Regions from separate parts of the Sus scrofa genome. Here region 2 is linked to region 1. The links are chromatin contacts, called in public promoter capture Hi-C maps. All regions are on one chromosome and are shown on one strand. The core of a region is the stretch at or near the end of the contact, and the rest is flanking DNA. Distances in the headings are between cores, read along the strand shown.

What was found. Promoter capture Hi-C pulls out the DNA fragments that hold promoters and counts their contacts.
Region 2: a promoter capture Hi-C map of fetal liver shows a contact between it and region 1, with 2.7 times the contacts expected there. The contact joins the promoter of SNX27 here to the enhancer-like site in region 1. A contact is called at or near these places in 2 of 5 promoter capture datasets (fetal liver and liver), 20 of 47 Hi-C or Micro-C datasets (alveolar macrophages, blood, embryonic fibroblasts and 10 more) and 1 of 2 datasets of contacts at active chromatin or transcription factors (skeletal muscle).

The regions. Positions count from the first base shown.
Region 1 is chr4:97,497,721-97,503,387 of Sscrofa11.1, forward strand. It overlaps RIIAD1 (RIIa domain-containing protein), which reads right to left. Exons shown (of 5, transcript NM_001159765.1): 3 at 2,894-2,940; 4 at 1,631-1,758; 5 at 955-1,059. The coding sequence ends at 1,688. Among named protein-coding and RNA genes, the nearest start is that of RIIAD1, 7.1 kb to the right of the region's middle. Within about 2 kb of position 2,256, at least 28 of the 83 cell types and tissues checked have an H3K27ac peak or open chromatin away from gene starts, as enhancers often do. A contact at or near this core is called in fetal liver, mesenteric adipose tissue, omental adipose tissue and 2 more, where this site is marked.
Region 2 is chr4:97,617,425-97,623,091 of Sscrofa11.1, forward strand. It overlaps SNX27 (sorting nexin-27), which reads right to left and starts at 3,392. Exons shown (of 12, transcript XM_003125761.6): 1 at 2,892-3,392. The coding sequence starts at 3,202.

The sequences.
Region 1 (5,667 bases), core at 1,006-3,505:
GTAGATGTGTGTCTGGCTGAAGGCTTCGTTTGGATTTTCTAAACAGGGACACCTCGTTGTCAGAGCCATGGCTGCAGGAGTGTGATTGTGAAATCACTTAAAATAACGCCTCAGGTTCCTATGTCATAGCTTATTATCTATATTTAAAGTCCTCCAAATGCCCCGTCTTGTTGCCCTTTCTACTACTGTGGTGGGGAGGGTAGCTGGAACAAGAGCAGAGATAAGGGAAATAAAAATAAGAGTCTGGATTGTCTGGTGCTTCTCTTGCGGTGGTGAAATGACCCAGGTGAGAGGTCCTTCCCACAGTGGAGTCAGTGAGTTAGGACACGCACACGGAAGACTTCCGACGCCTCCTAGATCTGGCAAGGACCCCTCCAGGCCAACTGGCCACCCTCCTGCCTCCAAGCTCAAAGTCCAGTGGGTGGGCAGCTTGTTCTTAAAAATCCACAAGAACAAAGTCCACCGCCTCCGAGTCACCCACTGAGCTCTTATTTCACAATATTCGTGACCCCGAATGGGTTTTCTATGTCCCATCCCTTTCTCTCTTGCTGTCCTTCCAGCCCAGTTCCTCTTCTTATTGCTGCTACGGAAATAAAAGTTAATCACCACCTGTCCACACTGCACAGTAACCCAGGAGGTAAGATAAAAAACGAAAGCCACCTCAGAAACGTGGCCTCTGCTTGTCTGAGCACCACCACCACCAGCTGCGGGCCTCTCAGGATCCCCGCCCCTGCTCTTTGGTCCCCTCTCGGCCCTGGGAGTGAGGGGCTGGAGGCAGGGAGCACACGGATGAGGCACCTGTGGAAACAGCCCGCAGACCTAGCGGAGGCCTCTGCCCCGGACCAAGAAACAGGCCTGCGACCTGCTGGGTCAGATCAGGGCCAGAGCAGCCCTCCCAGGAAGGATGTCTTCCTCCTTCGGAGTAAAAAGAAAGCAGAGAGAGCAGGAAGGTCTGGTTTTAATGAGTATCTTTAAAAGCCTTTGCAACAGCAGACACAGCCCAAGGCAGCCTGGAAACCCACACTGATGGCAGCAGGGCTCTCTTGCTCCCAGATGACCCTGCGGAACAGAAACGGTGCTACTAACTCCGGAGTGTGGCTTCCGCCTACCTCACATTTAAAGAGCCCGACCTGCAAAACCATCTCAGAAATCGAGCCTGCGAAATGGGTGATGGTCCTCATCACGTAGCTGGGTTTGCCTGGGGCGGGGGGCGCCCGATCCAAACTGCCCCCACACTTTCCAGAAGCAGTAGGAAAAGCCCCTCTGGACAGAAGGAGAGGGCCACGCTGGAATTCCGCAGCCTCAGCGCAAGGCCTTGATCCTAAGGCCTCCCACCCCCATCTCGCTGCCTCTCTTTCCTCCACAGCTACTCCCATTTCCATCCTCTTAATCTGTGTCACTGGATTAAGAAGACGGATGTCTCTCCCTGCCACAGACATGCCAGACAAACCCCGAGCCTCTCTTCACAGCCCCCAACTCCCCAGAGTGGTGTCAGGAAAACTCAACACTTGCACGAAATTTCTCTGCAGCGTCTGTTTGGTTTCTTTCACACCCTGGGCCGAGGAGCCGGTGCGTGCGTATTTTCACAGGAGTAAAGAAGCCTCTGTCTGTAAGTGAGGTTAACACCCACCCTGAGGCTGGATTCTTTCTGGGCTCTCTCAACAGCTGAGCATCATGATTTTGCTAATTAAGCCGCTTTCTTCTCCTTAATTAGCTGCATGTGAATCTTGTTGGGAAGTCTTGGATCCGTGAAATAGTCTGGGACAAGAATCAAAAAGAAGAAATGGTCTAAACCCAAGGGGAAAAGACTGGGAGGGAGGCGCTTACTCTGCGAAAAAGTTAGAGTGGCTCTGTCTTAGCAGGACTGTTACCAGCGGCCCCCGCTTTCCAAGGTAAATGAGATGTCACAGCAAATCCCAAGGTCACTGTTTCCCCCTGCCCCCCACCCCCAGCAGCTCTCAGCCTCCAGCTCAAGCGTTCCCAGGAAAGGCTGACACAGGACAGGCCCTGTCCCCTCCACACCGCCCTGCTGCTCTCTGGTCAGCTTGCTGACGCACAGGGAGCCAGCGGAGGGCCGAGGGAGCCTCCGGCTTTCTGCTCCCGGCCCACCTCGGGGCCCAAAGAGATACCAAGTGTCATTCTTGTCTCCACTCGGCCTGCTGGCTCCTGTCTCGGAGACATGACGCCCTCTGAGAATATCCTCGCAGCGGAGAGCCAGGCTCTCTCGCAGGATGACGACAGAGGAGGATTTTTATACACCCAGCAGAGTGTGAATCAGAGGCAGCATCTGCTCTGGCAGCAAAGACGTCCTTCGTTCGATTCAGCCAGAAACGGGCTGGGGCGGCAACCGACTCCGACTCGACTCCCGGGGGCCGACAGGACCCGCGAAACCGTCGGCCCCGCCCCTTCCCTTTAAATACCATTGACCTTAAGCCGTCGCGGGGCAGCAGAGCCCATTAGAATCACCTGGGGAGCCTTTCAAACGGGGCTGTCGGGCCCCACCCCAGACTAATTAAGTCAGAACCCCGGGGGACGGCCCGGGCATCGGTATTTTTTAAACGCTCCCCAGCTGATTTTAATGTGCAGCCAGGGATGCCAGCCCTGCTTTACGATTCCCGGGGAAAAAGCCGCCCGTCTGCTCCTCTGGGAATCTCAGAATTCTTAACAATCCTCACCCTGAGCAAGTGCTGCCTCATTTCTTATCTGTCCTCATTTTGAGGAAATGACAACCGGAGGAAAGAGACTATTGAGCAAAGCTCTCTTGGGAGCCATCAGGTAAAGAAATACCCTAGTCTCTGCAGGGAGAATCCTGGGCTTGTCCGAGTCTAAATTCGCAATAACACTCCTGGTGCTGGCTTATCAAACGCCCCGAAATGGAGGCCGCCTGACTTACCTGCCGCAAATTCTTGAATGTTGTCTGGTCTTTGCAGAAATATTTCTCTGGAAAACATCAAGGGAGAAGGGGAGGAAGTAAAGCTGGTCCTGCACTGTCAGGGCAGGTGACCTGAGACACAGCCACCGTGGCAGGCAGACAGCCAGAGAACTCCTGACAAGGACCCTTTTCTTCCTGCTTCTCCTGCAGTCAGGATCTGGGGTCAGGACCAAGACTTTCTAAACAGCAAGAAGCCTAGGGAACACTGGCCTCACAAGACAGCTGGTGCTGCAGCCCGGTGAAGCCCTCATTCATTCACTCAACAAAATGAGAACTGGAGGCCACGATAGGGCCAGGCAGCAAGTTGTCGAGCACGCTGCCGAGTCCTCGAGGGACTTGGGTGCGGTGGGACAGATATGCAGCCCACTGCCTCCTGAATAAGAGTAACCAGTAATTGCCACAGGTGCGGGGAGAGTATAGTAAAGAAAGGTGAGGAGTGCCCGTCGTGGCCGTGGCACGAATCTGACTAATGTCCATGAGGACGCAGGTTCGATCCCCAGCCTAGGGCAGTGGGTCAAGGATCTGGCGTTGTTGTGAGCTATGGTGTAGGTCACAGATGTGGCTCAGATCTGGCGTGGCTGTGGCTGTGGTGCAGGCCGGTGGCTACAGCTCCGATTTGATCCCTAGCCTGGGAACTTCCATATGCCGTGGGTGTGGCCCTAAAAAGACAAAAGACAGATTAAAAAAAAAAAAAAAAAAAAAAAAAAAAACCACCAACACCCAAAGCTGAGAAGGCGGGCTTGAGGTAGTCATTGGTCCTGCAGTACAGTGGACACTGGGGCAACACCTGCAGTGCCGGTGCCACTGGGAAGCTTAAAATGCCTTATATCCTGCAGTTTTATGGCTCATAAAGTATGTTCACAGATGCTACCTTACTCTACAGCTCTGTGAAACAGCCAGGACTGTGTCCCGTTTTTATCTATGAAGAAACCAGGCTTTGAAAAGGTTAATCATTTGCCCAAGTTCATAAAGCAAGTAAATAAAGGAAAGCAGCCCAGGTCTTGTGATTCCAAGGCCACTGCTCTACAACGCAGCCTTGTGGCCATGGCTGCCCAGCCTGCGGGAGGCCTCTGCCTCCCAAGCTTCAAGGATTTTGCTTCCCTTCTTCTCCCTCAATTTGAGAATTATTGACACAGGTTATGTGTAAGTCACTATATAAGATATGAGAGATTGGAGTTCCCGTCATGGCTGAATGGTAATGGACCTGACTAGTATCCGTGAAGACTTGGGTTTGATCCCTGGCCTCGCTCAGTGGGTTACGGATCCAGTGCTGCCATGAGCTATGGTGTAGTTCACAGACGTGGCTCAGATCCCATGTTGCGGTGGATGTGGTGTAGGCCAGCAGCTGCAGCTCCAATTCGACCCCTAACCTGGAAACTTCCATATGCCTCAGGTGTGGCCCCAAAAAGCAAAAAAAAAGAAAAAAGATATGAGACATTGATTATTTAGATAGCCCCACCTCAAAGAAATTACAGTCAAGTAAAAGGAAACAGGTAAGTTTCCAAATGTCCAAAAGGCCAAGTAACTCCAGGTGGTGCCACAAGACGGTAGTAAGTACTACGCTGACGATCAGAGGAAGGAGGACGGTTACGTAGAGCAAGACCCCCAAATCCTCACAGAGCAGCTTGCATTTGAGAGCACCCTTGAGGTACTTATGGGACAAGGGTGGCGGGACAGAGCACTCGGGACCAGGGAAGCAGCAGGAACAAAAGCCTGGAAATTTAAAGGAACAGCCCACAGTGAACAGGCAGTGAACTCCTCCTCGATGGTAGGAACTGGGTCATGCCCACCATTGTTTCCCCGGGTCTAGACGAGCACTCAAGGAGAGTCAGTGCCCCTGCATGAGGTCTGTGGGATGACCAGAGGGGTCCGGTCCAGCTGGAGTGGGCACACATGCAGGGAGTAGCAGAAAATGAAGGAGGGCCCTATGGGAGGAACTTGAAGGCCAAGGAGAGACTTTTATATTCAATTCAAAAGACAATGGGGAGTTCCCGTTGTGGCTCAGTGGTTAATGAGTCCAACTAGGAGCCATGAGGTTGTGGGTTGGATCCCTGGCCTTGCTCAGTGGGTTAAGGATCTGGCGTTGCCGTGAGCTGTGGTGTAGGTTGCAGACGTGGCTCAGATCTCGCACTGCTGTGGCTGTGGTGTAGGCCGGCAGCTCTAGCTCCAATTCGACCCCTAGCCTGGGAACCTCCATATGCTGTGGGAGCAGTCCAAGAAATGGCAAAAAAAAACAAGGAAGGAAAAAAAAAGAAAAAAGACAATGAGGGAAATAAAAGGAACTCCCTGGTGGCCTGGCAGTTAAAGATCCAGTGTTGTCACTGCTATGTTGTAGATCACTACTGTGGCATAGGTTTGATCCCTAGCCTGTGAATTTCCACATGCCGTGAGTGTGACCCAAAAAAATGAAAGAAAAAAAAAAGACAATGGGGATGAATAAATAAAGCATGGTACAGTCACACTGTGGAATACCATACAGCAATGAAAATGGAGAATCTGTGAGATACTGTAGAGCAAAAGAAGCCAAGCACAAAAGAGCACATATTGTAGAACTCCATTTATATAAAGTACAAAAAAAAAAAAAAAAAAAAAGGCAAAACGAATCTGTCGCTAGTAGAAGTCGAAGTACTGGCTACCTTTTTGGAACAAGTGACTGCCTGAGGTGCACATCAGATTGCATTTTTTTTTTTTTTTTTTTGTCTTTTTAGGACCGTACCCGCAGCATAAGGAGGTTG
Region 2 (5,667 bases), core at 2,142-4,641, 120 kb after region 1:
TTTATTTTTGTCCAAGCTTGTATTCTCTTAAATCTCAATGTTACTCTTTCAAACCTTGACCAGCTGTTCAAACGACTGCAATATATGAAAACTGGAATAAAACAATTTGTATTGGAGGAAAGCGTCTAAAACAGGGAAAGGTCCTAAACAACAATTATCAAGGGGCATCCACCTATGACTCAATACAAACTACATCTACACAGTAATAATCTATATATGCCCACCCTGACCCGACTTGACACTCCAGCAATATGCAACACTTTCCTGGGGCAACAGAGAGGTTAACTTAAGGAAAAGTATTGCCTAAAGAATGCTTTAGGAAAATCAGCATCAATTTAACCAAAATCAAAACAAGCAGCAGACACACATCCCTCAAGAACTGTGTCTGTTTGGTGTCTGATTTCCGCCTCTCACTTGAAAACCTAAGGAGGAGATGTAGACCTTGGAAGAAGGGAAGGAAAGAGAAAGAAATTGTACAGTTGAGGACCCAAAGAATTTACCAACTAGTTACGCTCTGGGTTGTAACATCACTATTTTCCCTGGAGTAGTAGAGAAACTTCAAAGAATTTGGAAATCAAAATACAGGTGGAAGGTGAGAAATCAAAGCCAGGAAGATGTCTGAGCATCACAACCTTCTGGAGAAAGGTTCTCTAAGCAAAAAGTGCTCTTTTTGCCTACCCACTAAAAGAAAGAACATCTCTACTCACCACCAAGGATGTACCAAAATGTGATGTCTTTTCTCTAGAAGGAGGAATGGACCTAGACTGGAACCTGGGCCCGAGGCAAGTCCTTTTACCTAACTAGGGAATCATCTGAGGTCTCCTTTATGGTACCTAGTTTACAGGTGGACTCTGCTGCAAAAACCCTAGTAAAGACAAAAAGCCACCAACTATGTTAGTTGAATATATATATATATATATATATATATATACACACACACATATATATATATATATAAAATGGTTGATCATGTTAGCTATTGTCTTTCTACAGAATTATTTTAGTTTAGTTCCTTCAGCTCCAGTAAAAAATAAATGATTTAGAACTTTATGATGAAGAAAAGAATTAGATGCGCAGGTATGAAGCAAAAGGCCACTACTGCATTCCATATCTGAATTCCCTGACCCCCAAAAGATAAAGAATACATTGCCAGAGAGTACCAGAAAAAGAGTATGTAGGACATCAATGGAAAAAGAACGCATCTATTTACAGAAAGGACAGAGGAAAGGCATAATTGCTCCAAACACTTACTTTGGTGAGCTACTTTTTCTTGAGGTAAAAGATAAGAGGAAACAGAACGAATGGATACCACAGAGTAAGAATGTCTAGAATAAGGGTAGGTGGCATAAGCTGAATAAGACGGGATGGACTCCTCTACGGGTCCTTCAAAATACTATCCCCTTGAAACCTTGATCAAACCTACTGTTCTACTAGAGGAAAGACTGAAGGTTATGGAAATTATGATTAAAATAACATTTATAAAAAATGAGAGATTTTATGAGGACAAATCCAAGCACTGAAGGAGAGGGCATAAGAGTGAAAAAAGAATATGCAAGACAGAGTCAGGAAGGAGAGAGATCCAGGATTGAAGACTGCTGAGGATAATGGAGACAATGAGAGGATATACCACCTAGCAGTCAATCAGCAATCACTGTATAAATCTTAATGCAAAGTATAAAAACACAAATGTAACACCTGGATTAAAGACATGAGGGAGGTCTGCAAAGAAATTGCAAGACAAGGCAGCATCCTGCCAGAGCTTTAAGGGATGCAGTGAGCAAGTAAGGATGAAGGAGTATGAAGGGGGAGGGACTGCAGCAAGGAAAGACGATGGGTTGCAGCAGCAGAAGGGGCCTAAAAAGAGAAGGAAGGGCAAGGAACCTATAAGAGAGAAAGAATAGGATAAAGTCAAGCACGAGATAACAAGAGAACAGAGTAGGAGAGAGAATGAAAATGGCCTGCCCTGAAAAAGGGGGAAGTCAAAGACCCAAAAGAGGGTCACAGTTTGGGGGAAGCAAGGAGCTAAGGAGAGCTCTACTCTAAACCTGACTCAAAAGAAGTATGAGTATGGTGCAAGAGTGAAGACAGGGGCCAGAACAGGGATGCTCTCAGAGGGATGTAGTGATGGAGACCCTAGAGTCAAAATCCTGGTGTAATATGGGAATTACGGTGGAGAGAAACTATCATGTCAAAGACGACACCATCATTTGGGGGGGGGGCAGAAAAGAAGGTATTCTCGGAGTACGAATACAACACGAAGGGGAGGAAAGGGGCACACAGCAGGACAGAAAAATACAGGGAGTGCTTAACCATAAGGAGAGGGTAACTAAGAAAAGAAAAAGAGTGCGGCGTGGAGGGACGTTGTTGCGGGGGGCGCGGGGGGCGGGGAGTAGGAGCGACCAAAGGTCCCGCCTACTTGCTCTAGAGGGGAGAGGGGACGGTCCAGGGGGCTGAAAGGAGTGGTGGAGAACAAGAAACTACGATGCTCAGGATGAGAACTTAGGGAGGAGGCACTGTGGCTGGGTCAGAAAAGGAAATGCTGTCAGTTAGAAGCAGAAGAGAGTCAATATGAGGAAAGCGAGGGGCACCGAGGAGCAGAAAGCCGCATGCCAAAGGGGAAGGCAAAGGGGCAGAAAGGAAACCAAAGGAATGGGGGCAGGGGTAAAAGCAGTACGGGCAACGGGACACACACCGGAGATTACAGGGAGAGAGGTGGGGGTCCCAGAAACCCAGGGTGTGGGGAGGTAAAAGGGTCAAGCCTCATGGAGAGGCGGGGGTCCGGAGGGCCGGTTCGGCGGTTGCGGGGAGGTGCGGCCTGAGGGTGACAGGGGTAGAAGGAAAATGCAGGGACAGGCGGAGGGGATGGGGCGGTGAGCAGCCCGGATACTCACACCTCCAGAATGCGGTCCCCCTTGCGCACCCCGGCCCGGTCGGCCGCCCCCCCGGGCAGCACGGCGCTCACATGCTGCAGCGGCGCGTACAGCTCCCCGTTGATGCTCCGCAGTTGCCCGCCCTCGCTCACTTGGCCCCGCACGTTGAAGCCGTAGCCGGACTCGGACTTGACAATGCGCACGACCCGCGGGCCGCCGCCTCCCCCGCCGCCGTTCCCGGCGCAGTGGAGCCCAGACCCTCCACCGCCGCCGCCACCTCCGTTCCTGTGAGGGGCTGCGGGGTGAATCCCTTCCCCGTCCTCGTCCGCCATCTTGCGAGCTGAGCGAGCTGTACTCCCACCCCGCTACGCCTCCACTCCCTCCGCGCGTGCTCGCCCTTCTCAGCAGCCGCGCGACCTCCGGCGCGCGCGCTCGCTCTGCCGATCGCGGGACCGGAGTTGGCCACCGAGCTGCCGGCGCGGGCTATGGGGAGGCAGGGGGCGGGGGTGAAAGAGGACGGTTAGACACCGTGAAGCCTCCTGGGAGATGTAGTTTCTGGATGGTGAGGGCTGTGGGGGTAGGGCTAGGCCCAGGACGGAGCTGAAGTTATATGACGCAATTTCGGGCGCAAAGCCTGCTGGGGGTTGTAGTTCGCCCTTTACGCTTTTTTTAGGAGTTTCCTGTTGGACCGTGAGCTGCCAACCCAGCCTCGAGTGTGGCTGACAGGTTCAGCTGTTGAGGTGGGACAAGTTTTATTTTTCTCCTTTCATTTAGTGGCCTCTAAAAACAATAATATTAGGACAAATCGACGTCTGCGATTCAACACAGTCTTAAATTGTAACAACTCGTTTGCTCAATAACTTTGTTTCTACGTTGGTAATTTTATTCCACAACCCCAACAATCTTGTGAGACAAATGGAACATGAATTCATTTCTCTATTTCACGTATTAGGAAACCGAACCAAAGTGAGCTATTAAGTAATAGGAACTAAAGCCCAGTTATTTTTGTGCAACATTATTTTTGTATACCGCAACTACCTAAAAACTATGCCCCACGTATGTGAAAAGCATATGTAGGAGAAACTGTGGTCCCAGTGATTTAGACCTGGATATTAGAGTAGGCCAATTAATCATTTCAGTTTGCAATGATTTGGAGGTTTGGGTGTTTTTGCTTTTTAATTTAAAAATATTCATATATATATTTTTTAGTTGAGGTATAGTTGAAATACAATATTGTGTGTCAGGTATAGTGATTCGCAATTATTAAAGATTATACTCCATTTATAGCTATTATAAAATATTGGCTCTATTTCCTGTGCCACACAGTATATACTTGTAGCTTATTGATTATATACACAGCAGTTTGTACCTTTTAATCCCCTACCACTATTGTGCCCCTCCCTCATTCTCTCTCCCCACTGGTAACCACTAGTTTGTTTTCTATTATCTGTGCGTCTTTCTTTTTTGTTATATTCACTAGTATTTATTTCTTAATTCCACGTATAGTGATAACAGACATTATGGAGCAATGATTTTGAAGTTAACCTTTATTTGAAATTCATTTTGTTCTTCCCATCATCACAGTGGAGTTCTTTTCTTTGTCTTTTTTTTTGCTTTTTAGGGCCACACTTGTCAGCATATGGTGGTTCCCAGGCTAGGGGTCTAATTGGGGCTATAGCTGCCAGCCTGTACCACAGCCACAGTAACACAGGATCTGAGCCAGGTCTGTAACCTACACCACAGCTCATGGCAATACCGGATCCTTAACCCACTGAGCAAGGCCAGGGATCGAACCTGAAACCTTATGATTCGTTTCCGCTGTGCCGCAATGGGAATTCCCAAGTTCTTTTTTTTTTTTTTCAATGGCCATACCTACCGTGTATGGAAGTTCCCGGGCCAGGGACTGAATCCAAGTTAAGCTTCAACCTGTGCCACAGCTGCTGTGGCAATGCCAGATCTTTAACCCACTGTTCCAGGCCAGGGATGGAACCCTTGCCTCCCCAGTAACCTAAGCCACTGCAGTTGGATTTTTCTCTTTAGGGCCACACCTGCGGTGTATGGAAGTTCCCAGGTTAGGGGTTGAATCAGGGCTGCAGCTGCTGGTCTACACCACGGCCATGGCAACACCAGATCCAAGCTGCATCTGCGATCTATGCCACGGCTTGTGAGAACACTGGACACTTAACCCAATGAGTGAGGCCAGGAATTGAAACTGCATCCTCATGGATATTAATTGGGTTCTTAACCCACTGAGCCACAACAGGAACTCCTGCAGTTGGATTTTTAATCCACTGTACCACAGCAGGAACTCCAAGAGTGGAGTTGCTTGCAAATGGCAGCAATTCATGTTTTTTGGTTATCTACCCCACCACAAACTTACAGATATTGTGCAAAATGTCTGGCAAAGGCAAATAAGAATAGCAAGAGAAAAATGATGAAAAACAGCTTACTTAAGTACTTACTGCTCAAGTCTGGTATTTGATTTTACCCTACTCTAGGCTAATAAATTAGTCTGTTACTGTTTCGCGGATGCCGATAAAAGGCATAAGATTCCTGGATCTGAGTCAAAGGATTTTTACTCTCGACCTGTATAGGGAGAAACTTGAGCTTTAGCACCTTTGTGTGAATTCCTCTTGCCCCTCAAGTGCCACAGGAATGACAGAAGCGCTCACACGAATGCTGTGTGGTTGGTAGACTCATACCATAGCTGGGGAACACTGAACTTGGGAACCTGCCACTTTATAGAAAGTAGTAAGTAAACATGCTCTTTGTCCTGGAGGGAAAAGCTTATTTCATC